Linked DNA regions of Drosophila melanogaster: region 2 is linked to region 1. The links are chromatin contacts, called in public Hi-C maps. All regions are on one chromosome and are shown on one strand. The core of a region is the stretch at or near the end of the contact, and the rest is flanking DNA. Distances in the headings are between cores, read along the strand shown. Region 1 holds the start of lncRNA:CR46258 (long non-coding RNA:CR46258). Region 2 holds the start of grk (gurken).

Region 1 (7,880 bases), core at 3,775-6,274:
GCAAAGTACGACTGGCGAATGGAATTTAATTAGACCGCCAGATATCGCGCCATGGCCGAAGGGAAATCCGCAACTCAACGGTGGAGATCGATCATTCCGATACTGGCCATATATTATAGAATTTTACGTGTGTCTACCAATACACTTTTCAGGCCCTGTGTATATTGTCATAGCTGGGGATCTGTATCTGCATCCGACAAACCACATCACATTGACATTCTTATCTTTAGCTGAAAATCTCTTCGAATTGTTATAAACGGAAAACACACGACAACAATCGTTGTTGTTGGGCGAGTTCATTCTCTCATTTTTGAAGCAAAGCGCGACAATCTTGCCATCAGATCAGCTGATAAAAAACAACCGACCAGAGCCCGGAGCATTGTACAAATCATACAACCATGGCAGCAACAACATCGTAAAGTCCACAACAACAGCCACAATCGACAGCTGTTTTAAGCGATTTTTAGCTTTATTTTGTCGTTTTGCCGTCTGGTTTGTTTGATTTGATTTCATGAAGGGAATGTTTGGAAAATGACTACAAACTATTATCGGAGACCGGGCATCAGGTTTCAAACTTATTTCGATTGCATTTAACGATTAAATCCAAAATAAGCCAATATAATACAGGGGGATAAAGTTGCTGAAAATAGGTCGAATAGTTGTGGTTCCACAATCGCAGGTGATTAGTCAACTAAGAGAAATACCAATCAAGATTTCATATTTCCCTCTTCATCATTTCAACAAATGATACATCAGCGTTTAACAAGAAAATTTCTTAAAAGGATAAAAAAAAAATTATATTTAATATCAAATACTTGAGCATGCATATATTTTTATGTGATACGTTCTATTTGCACGATTCAAAGAAATATTATCGTACTTCCTTTTAACGCCAAAGCCCAACGTTAATTCCACTTCTGACTCAATTGGATAGCTAATTTCCGCTGAGGATGAGCCATTTTGTTTGCGGAAAACGGAAATGAATGGATCATGCTAAACTTAAATGATTCAAAATCTATTAGTGGAGTCATTCGCCTGTTGGCTAAACATTATTGTTTTAATTCTTATATGCCTTTGTCAAATTAAATTGTTTTTTATATTGATTATAATGGGGATGATATCCTACAATTTGTATTCTTTCAGAAGTTTATCAAACTTTTTTTTTTTTTACTTATTTTACTCCATTCATTAATCACTTTTTAAGTTTGCCCTCTCGCGTGATAAGAGGAAAAACACAAACGGCGCAAAAAATGCAATAAATATATATATTGTAGATATATATCGGCAATCTGAATTTCGCTGGGTGACTAATTCGATCGTCAAGTTACTCCCCTGGCTAATCCCCTATATCACATCAGCAACCATATTCATTCGCCTCACTTGATATGCAAATTTGCTGGCCAAAAACAACGATAATAAAATGCAACAAAGTGAAAAACAACATTTTGTAATTTGTAATGCTTGTTAATGCTTTTGTTTTTGTTGCTATTGGCTTATTGTTGCTGCTTTTTATCTGGTGATATTTCCTGGTCCGATTTCCAGCAAATCAACAAAACAGAGACAAAGAGAGTGTGTCAGAGGGAGACGCTTATCGCAATTATTAAAATACAATGTCAAAATGGCCAAAGCTCGAGATTATCTTTTCCAATTGAAATGGACAGAGCAGCCACAGGGACGTGCTATTGTAGAGGGGCAACTATGAACGGAGGGGGGTCCCCGAGGGGCATTCGCTTGCAACCTGAGCCCCGGCTCTTATCGTGGCTGCAACTGCAGCTATTCGAATGCAAGCTGCGATTGCCATACGCAGTTAGCTAGCTTCTCTTATCGCTCGAATTCAGATCCGTTGCATAGATAAACTCTATGAAGAACCCTCTTAACGCTTCGATATTATATATGAAAAGAAGCGCCCCTGAATTGGGGATAAACTTGTGAACTTTGTAATACATTATATAATAATATAAAAAAACGTTAAATTAATTTATGTCGCAGTGCATTAGCCCAAACCCGCTTCAAATCGACCCAAACTCAAGTTCGACTAAATTGTCACCCGCATGGTGATAGCTACATACATATGTGAATTAGCCGAATAACCGACAACCAGGCAGCAGCAGACAAGCGAACATCCAGCAAGCTACAAACCAACAGCTGGCCATTAACATAAAATTAGTGATAAGCGTAATTAAAATTTATAAAAACAAAAACGAATGAGACGACACAAAGGCGCTTATCTATGTGCGACTGCACTTCCTCAGGTCTCGAAACTCCTAAAAGGCGTGAGATAGGAATCGAGAGCAGGTGAAACTTGCTTCAATTTCAAATACCCTGCCTTGCAAGAAATAATATAATGAATCTTTGGAAAGCCATTCTTTTTTTTTTTTTATTTATTTATCATTTATGATGATGTGATAGATATCTTAGAAAACTGTTTTTTTTTTTTTTGACTATACCAACAGCACAACGACTTACGCCCATTTAGAGGGTATTTCGAAAACGAACCCGAGGGCGTTGTCATCACGATTCCTACACTTCGAGCTAGAGACTATGCGCTTCGATACAACTGGCAGTTATTGAAGCTTATGTAAAGGCAACAATAACAACCTTTGGAGAACCTCCAACAAAAGCTACGCAAGTTAATGTTATTTGCTGTTGTTGTTGTTGTTGTGGCTGGCACTGCTGCTGCAATTGTGATAAAACTTTATCGAGTTGCGCTTTGAGTTTTTTCTCGCCTTCAAACACCAACTCCCAACGCCCACTGAGCCATAGAAAACAACGGGACCGAAGTGAGGCAAGTGTGCAAGAGATAAATATGCAAAGCAGAAATGTTAGGGGTGCCAGAGGATGGGGGGGTTGGGGGGTGGATAGCTACCCAGGGATAACCCACAGATAGTGCAGGTGCAACAACAACAACAACAAAAACTATACAGACATCAACAACAGCTGCACTGATAAAAAATACCCTAAATTATCGCAACGCAAATGGTAAAGTTTCTCGTTATCCGTAGCTTAGTACCCTTTAAATAGCTAAAAGTGGTGGTCTTAATGGGTCTTGAAAACTATTAAAATATACAAACAGAATTTAAATAGAACTTTATAAATAGTTTTCAGTTTTCTGCTTAATAGTTCTTGTTAACTATTCCAGCGTATATTGTTTTAAAACTTTTCTTAAAAAGTAATACATTTTCTTATCCACTTATTTGTGAGCTATAAATAAGCCTGATGCTTTCGGAAGGTTATGTGGAATATAATTTCTATTGAAATTAAAGACAGTTCTAGAACTATAAATGACTCAATATACAGCTTGAATTATTGCCAACTAACTTGTATCCATAAGCGCTTATCGAATCAAACGTTCTTCAATAGTTTCTTGATCTATATACAGAGTGTATGGCCCGTCTCGAGATATAGATGGCGTCTTACTGTGCAAGTCCCACTTGCATGAGTCGCGTTGATATCACTCGTTGGGTATTTGTTGGATGTGGGATCGGACGGAATGGAAATGGGTTCTGGGGGCTACGTTCAGATGGGTGTTGGGTGGGGCAGAGTCAGCCAGTCGGGAAACGTGCTTCGAGCAGAAGCAGCAAAAGCGATAAGAAGGCCAAAATGGCAAAATGGATAAGCAACTAACCGTGCGGACTTCGGGGGGCGGAAACTGAGGTGAGTTCAGGTGGTCGGGGTGTCCAGTGTCGCAGGTCCGGCACGTTTTATCGATTTCGATTCCGAAATGCATTCATTGGGTGTCAAATGGTTCGGGCCATAAATATATCAAATGGCAAACAGCGAAATGTAATTAGTTGACACTCTCCGCGCTTCGTAACACTCTCTCTTCTCTCCTCTCTCTTCGCGCTTCCCCCACAATGCTTATGAGGTGTGTCAGCTGCACGTACAACAGGTATCGACATCGATAACGAGACGACAAAGAAATTTTATTTAAATGAGCAAGAAAAGTTGGCTACTTTTTGAGCACCCTTTCATTTTATAAGATCCGTGCCGTTGGAGTACGTCTTTGAAAATATACAGAATGCTGCAAAACCCCACTTCTATCTCTTTTCCTGGTGACAACGATCGCTTTGGACGATCGTTGAACGTTATCAATGCTTAAATAAATCATTTTAATATCGGGTTTCATGCAGTCACAAAATCTTGGATTTATCGTTCGTCACTCGTTTCGTTTTGAATTTTTGTTGGCTGCTTTGTCTTGGCATAGTTAATCAATTTCTTGGATTTCTGTGTTTGCTGTGTGTTCGTCCGCATGTTTTGCTGTCAAAAAACGAGAGCTGCTGAGCAAGCCAGCGAAATTGAATGGGTCAGCTTGCGGTCAGATGGGAAAAGCGATCGTGATTAGTGGAGAGTTACGAGATAGCTTTGTAATGACAAAGTGTAATTTACAAAAGTGCATTTGTTCGTTGAGGCAAAATAATGGTTGCAGATAACTGCACAGGTGCTATAAAAAGAAGGTCGTCGACTAAACCCCGACTTGATAAAACTAAACTTGTAGCTCACCTTTATTCAACGGCTTCGGGTTGGACTGTTTGCGTCGTGACATTTCGAGTCCAGCTGCTGGACCGGAGGTATATCTTCAGCTACGTCGGCATCAAGTCTGCGGAAGATCCAGATTCGCGTTCCTTTTCGCGGACATTTACCGGCGGATGCTATATCGCACTCACACACAGGCACTCACTCTCACACACACGGCGAGTATCAATTATGGGCAATCAATGCGATTACTTGTATTATTTGTATTATTGGCGGCGATTAACAAGCCTTAATGAATTTCTAACGATCGGCGCGACGAAAAACGCGCGCGTTTTATGAACGAAATGGAAGTGGAATATTCCGATTGGAATGCAGCGGGCAGTAATCTCCTGCTCGATCTCGAGTCCCATCAATATCTGATCAGTGTTTTGCTCTTGATATTGCAATTAATATGCAGTCGCGTATTTCTTTACCAAAAGCCTCTCGAAGGGGGCGTGGCATGCGAGGGCGTTCTTAAAGACGTCCGTTCGAAGCAAGCGCTCGCTCACGAATGAAACGCAAAGCGAATCCGAAACCGACACGAAAGCTCTCCAGTTGGCCAAAGAGAGAGAGAGAAGGAGAGAGAGAGGGAGAGAGATAGGGAGAGAGAGAGAGAGGGAGAGAGCGCGCAATCTTATTAGAGCGCGCGCATTTCTTTCCATTTTGTTTTGTACTCGGTTTTTCATCGCTCCGCATGCTTTCGCGTCTGCTTCGCAGTCTGATAAGAATCAAAACAAAAACGCCGAAACATTTACGCACGTTTTCACACTTTTCTCACCATCCTTCCTTCTCTTTCCATTTAACGCATTTGCATCGGTATTTACCAAATTCTTGTTGGAAATTCTTGCTCATTGAAGTTCTCTTCTCCTATATTCTGCCATCTACTAATTGTTGCTACCCACAAGCTGAAAACTACTCGTTCACTTTGGTTTAAGCACTAGATTTTTTTATTTTCTTCCCACTTTCTTTTTTTGTACACTTTTTGACTACAGCAGCTGGCAATAGGCTTTAGTGTTAAAAACCCACAACGCAATTATGAGAAAAATGAAAAGATTCCACTTTGGGCCACTAGTTGGCGCTTTCACACCGCTTGCAAGGCATACTTTTAGGCTTTCCGCATAGATGGCGCCCCAGAAAGGCGCCAATTCAAAAACCTGGTAAATAGTGTTCTTATTTTAACCAAGAGTCACGATAGTTCTTGTCAAAAATAAATGTAAGCAATTACGACATCGTCCACAGAATTCTATTTCCTGTGTGAAGAACCATGGTCAGCATTTTATTTAGCTGCACTTCCGTTTCTTTTTTGCATAATTTCTTCATTTTGTTTCCCTCTGTTCGCTCACCTTTTTGTCTTGTAATTTGCACCTATTGCATGATTTTAATGGAAATTCCTCCTGCTTTGCATTGGACACTCATAGATTTTAAAAATTCGGACAGCAGCGGAAATGAAAAGCTTCCTGCGGGACAATTCCGCAGTTGAAAGGGGTGGGGGCGTTGGTCTAAGGGCAGGGCATGCAAATGGGGATGCATGGCAATAAATATCATAAACCAGTTAGCGACCCGTAATCCGCGCTAACATATGGCCGAGTCGATTAGCCACGGGAACTCCACGAGGTTTCCACCTTCCCCGCCCTCTACCTTGGGTCATTTGCGGTCTCCTTTCGCTCCGTTTCTTACCCATTTTTTCATCGCCGCCCTTCGCTAATCGCTAATGAAGTATACGCACCGTTGACCTTCGGAACGTTCATTACACTTTGTCGTTGGCTTTTTAGGCTATCCCTGATCGCTTTTGGTCTGTTCTCAATGCAATTCGGCAGTCACCCAAAAAACCTATAAATAAATGGAAGCAACAAAAGTAAGTGCAAGTATGCGTTTGCAACATCAATAATGATCGAGGTTGATAGTACTCCGTTGATATACTAAGCTCAAGGATATGACAGTGGATTCCAGAGCTCAATTTTCATATGTAAGCACATTCGAATTCTTAAAAATGTGCCAGAAATATCGAATGTGTCCGTATGCGTCTTCATACCAAATGAATATGTTGCGAAATACTTTCTAAATTCGGCGCTATTCAAAATAATAGCCTTCATTTCAATTGAAAACGAAGATCTTGTTAGAGGGGCGTCGGAAAAAATGACAAGCAACCATAACTAATATTCGGGGGAATCCCAGCAGTTTTAGCTTGAAGTCATGCCTATACTATAATGAGCGAGCTGCTTCTTTGTCCGTAACATCGATGCCAAATCAATCAGCTGCGTATATGCCCAATTTGTCGTAGTGTTTCACCGAATGTATTTCAGTGCCAGTACAAAACCCTCAAAAATACCGCTTCGTTATCCGTAACCGAGTCAGCCTTCCCTGCAATCATAGTGCAATACACTCGCCTGGAGGCCTGATGAGGATGTTCCGAGATTGGGAGCAGGGGCCTATACGAGGTAAGGTGAGCAACTTCCAGGTCAAGCAACTTCTGGCGGCAAGGCCATGCCCGTGACTAAAATGGAAATGAAAATGACAGCCGCGAAATAATAAAACAAAACAAAAAGTTAACCGAATATCTGCCGAAATTTTTGACGGGGGAGCTAATATCATTGACCCAAGGTGCAGTTACCTTGCGTGTTCACGCCGAGTGCAATGATCCGATGATTCGCCGGCATCCGATCGGAAACGACACGTTCCAACCCTGGACGAGGCGACCTTACCCTGAGCGCACTAATTTATGGACGACATGGGAAATGGGGGTCAATACACTGAGCCAGCAAATAGTGAAAAGTAAAGTTGGCGATTTAATATTTTCAAATCTTCGAAATGGTTGGACTTTGGTTCACTGAGGTTCAATCGCCAATAGAGTAACTGTTTGCAATCTAATCACTTGCTGCTGTTAAACCCATAATGGTAAATGTATTTTGAAATTATTTAAATTCTCCAAGGTCAACCGCTTTAGTTTGACTTCGTCAAGAACATTACGATGGGATAAACCTCACGTTTTGCAAATAAATTTGTTCTTAGAACTTTTTTCTTGTTATTTTAGCTTGCTTCAAAGAATGAATACTTTTTTTTCATGTGCAGGGCGTTCTCCATTAGCCTTGCTGTTCTCTTCCACTCTCTTTCGTCGATCGAATCTCTCTTTTCGGCCCACTTACTTCTCTTCTCACTTTTTCTGATGCTGATCCCATCCACTGCCAGGCCCAAGATCAGCGCTGCTGGGCTCCTTGCATAAATTAAAACAGCTGATGAAATTTGGCAAGTCCGTCGCATAAGCGAGCTAAAAAACCAAACAAAATGTTTCCCAAGCGGAGATAAAATTATTCACTTATTTTTGTTAAAAAGCTTCTTTGTTTTGGTCATTTGCCGTTATACAGACAGCC
Region 2 (7,880 bases), core at 3,714-6,213, 7.9 Mb before region 1:
CCCTTCACAACCTGATGCAACCAAATCGATATATCTGCAGGACGAAAAGTACTCCAATCAGCAAGTATTTCATTAGGTGGCGAAAAACGATGCTTACCCACTGCTAGGATTTTGCCCTCCAAAGTCTCTACGGGGACTGGCTTGCCGCACGGCTCAATGAGCTTCCACAAGCCCGTAACTCCCATTTTCTACTAAAATATTAATTGTATAAAACATGCAAAATAATAACTAACTAAACTTTTTGTTGCGATAAGACGCGCTTTTTTAAACAGCTGTTTCCAGTGCTGGAAAGAACACGCGGTTATCTATCTGGATGATTTTTAAAACAGTGATTTTCTGATCACATATATAAACAAATAATTACTGAAATACTTAAATATTATTCTGACACCTTTATATACTTTGAATGAAGGCGTAAAAAACTAGATCGGACTGGATTGAAATGCGGCATTATTTAAGGGTGTAATTCCAACCGTCACTTACAATCCCAAATTAATCCCATGTAAACGTTGACTAACAACATAATTTAGTCTTTGAGGAAAGTGACAAAACACAAGTGAAGTTCTTAGATAATGCCTATGTTTAATGTTTTTTGTTAATGCTCAATACTAGCTTTGTTCTTAATGACTGAAGAGGATAATTGATCCGTATAGTTTCTCCTATTCGTAATCACTCGGGGGCTTCCTCTGCTGTTGCGGTGGCACTGGCGTTGGCATTTTCGGCAGTGTTGGAATCCTTCTTGCTGGCCTTGCTCTCCTTTTTCTCCTTGACCACTTTACGATAGACCTCGAGATCCTGCGTCAGAGAGGGCACGAAGCTTTCGAAGTCTAGCTCGGTGAGGGTCTGTAGAATATCCTTGGCCGTGATGGTCTTGTGGTTCTGCTTGTGGGCCAACGCCGTCGACGAGGATGTCACGAAGATGGCAAACACAGATGCCGCTCGGGCGATCGCTGCTCGCGCTTCCTTGCTGACACTAGCTGACTCCGGCAGTGCTTCCTTGATGAGCCGGCCAATCACGGCATTCGGCAGGTTAAGATCCTCGATGCGCTCGACCATTTTGCTGCTGCTTATCTGCTTTTACTTGGTGGGCACTTTTGATTTTCCGTCTAGATTTCGGCGTCTTTGCTTCCCGCGTAAAGAGTAAACAGCTGGCTGAACAGTGTTGGACAAGGCCAGCGTGCACGCATCTACACCAGCGATGTGGCAACTCCCCCACTCAATTCTGTTTGCGCCGCCTCGTTCGCATCAATTGTTTACACATTTTTATAAATAACAGCCAATTACCCCGGCCTAAATGTGCACGGAGCGATTCGGGCCAAACTTGAAGCTGTTCCCCTCCGAACTAACGTGATACAAGTCCTGTGCGTGTGCCAGCTACCACGCACATGGACCAGCAACAAGCGACGCCGCCAAAAAAACGCAGGCACAGCGAGTACCACGATCCAGATTATCAGCAAACGGAAGTTTCTAGCCAGGATGAGGAAGAAACCTGCGCAGAAGCCGAGTCGCCCGGTCAAAGAAAGTGGACCAAGACGGAACAGTCGGATGGCATGCTGCCGTTGTCCGACAAATTTCAGCGCATCCGGGAGCTGCTTCGTCTGGAGTTCCAGCGCGAAATCTCTCAGAAGGTCGAGCAGCTGGCCGAGATCGACCGACGACTGCTGCAAGGACGACAACTGTTGGACAGACTACGCTATCAGGTGGTCAGCGAATATTACCGAAAGCAGCAGGTCCCCCTCACCGGCGCGGATATTGCGAAAGTGCGCGGCGACAGCCTTTTTGGGGACGACATAGCCGCTCCGCAGCTGCCACTGCATCCAGCCATTAAAAAAATCGTTGGCAAGCGCCCTGTTGTCATCCAAAATCATTTGCCAGAGCGCACGGCGGCCACCTTGGCCAAAGAAACCATCCGACTGAGGAATCCGGCTCATCGTCGGGCGGAACGAAGGCGGCAACAGAAGATCAAGGAGCAGGGCATCGTAACCGATCACTCCAAGGACAAAAAAGATCAGCCAGAGCAGGAACCTCCCATTTCCGTTAAGTTGGAGGACGAGCAGCCGTGCACCAGCCGACAGGCCCACGAAAGGCAAGTGGAGCTGAATGCCTCGCGGCTGAATAACAAGAACAAATTCAACTTCGTGGTGGGTAATACTTCCAAATACATTGGCGAAGACTCTCGAGAGAATGGCACAGGTGGGAATGCTTTGACCTATAAGTGGTTGGTCTATGTGCAAGGCAAAGATCTACCTGAACCACTTGAAAAATACATTAAAAAGGTAAGTAATTCCCATAAGCACGTACGGAGTGATTCAATCTCTTCTTCGCAATTCTAGGTGCGCTTCCACCTCCATCCGTCATACCGCCCAAACGACATCGTGGACGTGCACAGGTCTCCGTTTCAGCTTAACCGACATGGTTGGGGCGAGTTTCCGATGCGCATCCAGCTATTTTTCCAAGAGCACTTGCAGCAGAAACCCGTGCAACTAATGCACACGGTGGTGCTGGATAAAACAATGTGTGGACTGCACACGATGGGCGCAGAGACCACTGTGGAAATATGGCTGAGAGCAAAACAGGCGATAACGAAACAGAAAAGCGGCAAACCTCATCCTCCCCATGAACAGGAGACTGCAGTTCCTGCTCCACCTCTGGCTGCTCCGAATGTTTTAGAGCCTTCGGTTTTCGCCTTTCCTGGAGAGTCATGCAAACCGCGCACCATTTCAATCACTCAAAATAAGGAGGAACTTGATGACAATCTGTTTGCTGGTATCAACAAAATTGAACTCAGCGACGACATTGAGAAAATTGAACCAACTGTGTTGGTTTCAGAGCCCCTGAAGTTAAACTACAGTCCAAGAAAGCAGCCACCCACTCCGTCATCGCCTCCTAGGACTCAACTTCGGTTAAATGCGGCTCAGGTCACCGCTTCGAAGCCTTCTGTGGTCTATCTGCCAGTAAACGGCCGAAGTCCTAGGCAGGAATCCTTGCCAGAAAGGCAGCGGCAGGAGTTTTCGCCAGTAAAGCACTATCCACCGGCATCTCCGCAGAGAGCGTGGAAGGAATCCTCGTCGGATCGGCCACCAATAAAGCCTGTGCCCAATGGCCATCACCAGGGCAAGAAGAATGTTGTGTTTCAGAGAGCAGGAAAGCTGTACATTATCGATCCCTTGCAGCGCAAGCTTAAGCAGGCTGCAAAGCAACAATCCCTGCTGAAACCACAATTGAGTCTTCTTAAGCCACCGTCAGAAACGCGATGGCATATGCTGCAGTGCATGCAGCACGATCATGGGTACGCCAACATGAGCGGCGAGATGGAGGAAAAGCCAATGCTGTTACCTCCAATTGTGGACACTACCATACAATCGCGACCCCGAAGGCTGGAGCACATCTTTAGAAGTGCACAATTCCGAAATATGCGCAGTGCTGTGGAGTTCCTGCTGAGCCGCCTCCCGCTTGCGTCGATTGATCAGCAAAAGGAGTATCCATTCACTTGTATAACCCTCGAAGAGTTCCACAATCACACTGCTCTAAAACAACGTTGCTTTGAGTACCTGCGCGCACGTATGCTCCGTCGCTGTCTGATGCAGCACCACGAGCTGCATAAGTTGGACATTAGTGGAAAGGAACACTACTGGAGTTTACGGGAGATAGTGGCGTTCGCCAGGGTTCATGGTTATACGCCAGCTCTCAAAGATGTTTTACCTGTCGTGCATGAAAAGAGAAAACAAAAACTGAGCGATGAGGAGCAACTGGCTCGGCGTGTTCAGGCGCAACTAAAGGGCGAGCCCCAACCGCAACTGTCGGCCTATAGCAGTCTCAGCTCAGGCAATCGGCTGGAAGCTTGGATAACCAAGCAATCCGATCGTCTGCTTGGTCATGATCAACAGATGCGGGATAAGGAGTTCATCGATGTGTTGGGTGTGGACAAACCTCATCCGCTTGCGTCCAGGTTAACAAACTCAGCAGATGTATCTTTCCAAATGGTGAATCATCGCCAACTACTTTATCTACCTCCGCCGAAGCACTTGGATTCGACCTTGCAGCTGGTCCAGGAAATGTGCAAGGACATTAATATCACACTGGAACCGGAGGAATCTCCGCCTGGCGTCTCCCAGCCACTGGCTCTCTCGATGCTCGGACAAGTGCTGCGCACTTTTATTGAGAAATTGGTGCGCCGCTCCTTGGCGGCGAAACTGCAACAGGAGACTTTGGAACAGTTGCCACCGGCGGCGGCCAATGCTCCGTTGTGTCTCCAACCTCAGGACATAGGCCGTGTCATCAGTCTGTGTTCCGAATTGGATTTCCTCGGAAACAGTCACTTGGGAGTTGCTCCGATAGAACCACAAATCTAATGTGCAGTTGCCATTGTTTTGAATTTATTTTTTATCAAGTCCGCGTCATAGTTCAAATTCTACTGGGATATTAGTTGATATCTAATTAGAGCCTTGTACTCGTTGGTAAGCATAAATCTAAGCAATAAATTAACTAAATTAATGTCCGAAGAAATGAATACTGCGTTTTTAATTATCAACGATTATCATATTTTGGACGAAATCATGAGATGAGTGGTCATTAATTTTTAAATTTTGAATATCTGGCTGAAGACTTTTAAATTGTTTTATCAATATAAATAATAATCGCTACAATTGCATATTTGTACGAAACATGTAAACATTTTTAAGTCTTATCAGCTATCTTCACAGAGTAATATATCTTTATAGTGCCCTAGAAGTATGCAGTGAAAAGTGCCGTTAACAAATTGAATAACTGTTAAAGGGCGGTTTTTTTTTGCAGCTCTTAGCATATCCATATGATTCTTCGACTATTATCGGTCGCAATCGCATCTCTTTTGGGGGCGCTCTCTTCGCTCTCCCCGCTCACCGATCGATTTCATTCATGGCGCATGCCAATGCCGCCAATGTAGGGATGAGGTCCATCTGTTTCTCTGGCTCTGTTTTCCTCAGTCTCTTTTCCGACGTGCGCGCAACAAGACCTAAAATCAAAGTGGAGCAGAGAAGAGCCCGCTTCCCGCGCTTGCTGCTCTTTAGATTAACTAATTAATTACTTGCCTGATATATAAAATGATTCACGAGTCATTATAATAATTATAATGTCGAAGCCTTCTACAGGCCATATAGCAGCTCCAGTACGTCTAAGATAATCTATGAAAAGCTTTTGGATCACCAATTTTGAATGCTATTTCTTTTCCTTTTTTTTTTGTTTCGTGTGTGTGCGTTCGTGCGACAGAAAATGTGGAGGCGCTAAAATGTTCTATTTTTATTTTGCAGTAAAATCCACAAGGAGATGCAAGTGTGTAGTATGTTTCAGCTTCTGTTGCGACGCCAAATTGCATTTGCGGCCAGCACGCCGCTCGATCCCTCGATCGTTTAGACCCCTTCATTGACTCAGTTTTCCTAGTGGTGGACAATCGGTCCACCCAATCAATATTTTTCGGAGCGCCACCCCAAGCGTTTTCCAATGATGCAAATCCCATTTACTCGGATTTTCAAAGTAATTTTCGTGCTCTCAACAATTGTCGCCGTCACAGGTACGTACATAATCTCCACCTGATTTTTAGATTCCAATATTACGGCCAGTATTGCCAGGCTCTCCCACAAAAAAAGCTATTTCTAGCGTCGAAAAAACTGGAAAACAGCTACAACAAATCATAAAATATTTGCAGTGCTGATTATATACTTGTTATGCTAAAAAACTAAAACTTCCTTGAAAACTGTGTAAAATCCTGTATTAGCTTTCTGTTCGTGGATGATGAATGAAGTAAACTTCAGATAATATACATATTTGTGAATTATTTCTAAAGATTTTTTTGAGTTTCATTTAAATACTGTCCTTATGAACAAACTTTGCATTCTTAAAAATTAAAAAAATTAGTAATAATAATACCATAGGGAGACATTTTTATGATAATTTCAAAAGTTGCCGCACTAAAAACTGAAAGCTTTTTGTACTTCAACTTGAGCTTTACAACGTTATCTATTCTGTATCTTTGCGATCACTGGAAATGTCCTGTTTTCTTAATCGCACACCTTCTTCTGTATTCTGCAGATTGTTGTTCGAGCCGAATCTTACTTCTCCGAGAGCATACGCTGAAAATTGTGCAGCATCAGCACAGCCACATGCACGAGCATGCGCACGAGCTGCAGCAGCAGATCCAGGAGACCGCGGTTGAGTTGCTCAATCGCCTGGAGCTGCAGCGCAAGCAACTGGAGGCCTCGGCCCAGGAGGAGGCAGACCAGCTGCATCCCGATACGGATCCCAATCCGGACTCGGGCGGCCAACTGCCAAACGCAGACGACTCCATTGCTGCGGATCCGGAACAGGATGGGATAATTCTCGGATCCAGTACCGACACCTGGTTGGCCAGCGAAAGCAGCACACCAATCACTGATTCCGAGACAGTGACAACACCCGAAACTGTTACCCACACCGGAGAACCGCCACCTGACCCCAGTTCGTCCAGCACGCCTGACTCCACGACTCCCAGCCCGAACGACAAGGAGACAGAGATTCAGATGCTGCCCTGCAGCGAAGCTTACAATACTAGCTTTTGCCTGAACGGCGGCCACTGCTTCCAGCATCCGATGGTGAACAACACAGTCTTCCATTCCTGCCTCTGCGTTAACGACTACGATGGAGAGCGGTGCGCCTACAAGAGCTGGAATGGTAGGTACTCTACTCTAGCATAGCCATCCATTCACAGAAGTCTCTTCCTGTGTTGTATGGAACGGATGGAACTAACGATATCTATTAGTCTGTACCCAGTACATGGTAACTAAATGAACTCATTGATCATTGCAGGTGACTACATCTATTCGCCTCCAACAGCGCAGCGGAAGGTCCGAATGGCGCACATCGTCTTCTCCTTTCCCGTACTCCTCATGCTGTCGTCGCTCTACGTTCTCTTCGCAGCCGTTTTCATGCTCCGCAATGTGCCGGATTATCGCCGGAAGCAGCAGCAACTACACCTGCATAAGCAGCGCTTTTTTGTCAGATGCTGAGATTTAGAATTTGATTTGGAAACAATTTGGTTTCACCTATATAAGCCTCCTCTTTGTTGGATGGCAAATTCTTGTTGACCATATTTCTTTACGTTGCGCAGCGTAAAATTAACGCTTTAATTTATTGAATACATTTAGTGTACTTAGTAGGATTTTCTATTTAGTTGCAAAAGACGCACAAGTTAGTATTTGCTTTTCTTTATCATTTCTTAGTTTCGTTTGTTTCGCTTTTGAAGCTTTCGTTGGAGCTTTTGTAGTTTGTTTGTAGTAACATTTTGTTACGTTAAATTAACCATTACGAAATATAATGTAATCTTAGCGCTTACTCCAGTTACCAGGACAAGTGATTATTTTCGTAACACTCTGTTACATTGTGTATATTGTAAAGAAAAACTATTTTGGTAGTGTATTAAAGAAGAGGATTGGGACTCGACTCGAAACAGAATTAAAACATTCAAAACATTGTTTCCTTTCTGCGGTTCATCGTATCTCGTATCTCGTTTCTATCTCTCTCGTTTTTTTTTTTCAGCCGGCGGATATGAGTGAAGCACGCTTTTGGGTTTTATATTTTATAATATATATTTTATCCAATATTTCGTCCAAAAATTCTTTACAAATTTCTTCGAACTTACAGTTAAATGTATAGTAGAAATTATTCAAAAAATTCTCCTCACTTTCATCATTTCATCGTATATGATTTGTTGATTCTTTCGCTATCAAGATCATCAATATGAGAATGGTATGTATGCGCTTGTGTGGTGGATGGTGTGTGCTTGATGGGTGATGGATGTGTTTTTGGGGACTTAACCCGATCTGGAATTGAGAGGCATCAATAAAAAAAACTATTGATTCCTGCGCGTG

Evidence for each region. Hi-C and Micro-C count contacts between places; a contact is called where the count stands out from the background.
Region 2: a contact with region 1 is called in a Hi-C map of the Kc167 cell line, with 2.0 times the contacts expected there. A contact is called at or near these places in 3 of 107 Hi-C or Micro-C datasets (the Kc167 cell line, the S2 cell line and eye imaginal disc).

What each region holds. Positions count from the first base shown.
Region 1 is chr2L:487,979-495,858 of dm6, reverse strand. lncRNA:CR46258 (long non-coding RNA:CR46258) reads right to left here and starts at 5,024. Exons shown (of 1, transcript NR_133060.1): 1 at 3,210-5,024. ush (u-shaped) reads right to left here. Exons shown (of 9, transcript NM_001272902.1): 2 at 4,501-6,342. The coding sequence starts at 4,543.
Region 2 is chr2L:8,430,681-8,438,560 of dm6, reverse strand. It overlaps grk (gurken), which reads left to right and starts at 4,963. Exons shown (of 4, transcript NM_057220.3): 1 at 4,963-5,146; 2 at 5,289-5,548; 3 at 6,067-6,684; 4 at 6,820-7,475. The coding sequence starts at 5,479. The coding sequence ends at 7,019. D12 reads left to right here and starts at 1,196. Exons shown (of 2, transcript NM_135384.3): 1 at 1,196-2,276; 2 at 2,334-4,503. The coding sequence starts at 1,386. The coding sequence ends at 4,352. It overlaps Akap200 (A kinase anchor protein 200), which reads right to left. Exons shown (of 5, transcript NM_001298823.1): 5 at 7,264-7,880. Chrac-14 (Chromatin accessibility complex 14kD protein) reads right to left here and starts at 1,156. Exons shown (of 1, transcript NM_057298.4): 1 at 565-1,156. The coding sequence starts at 1,056. The coding sequence ends at 670. It also overlaps mus201.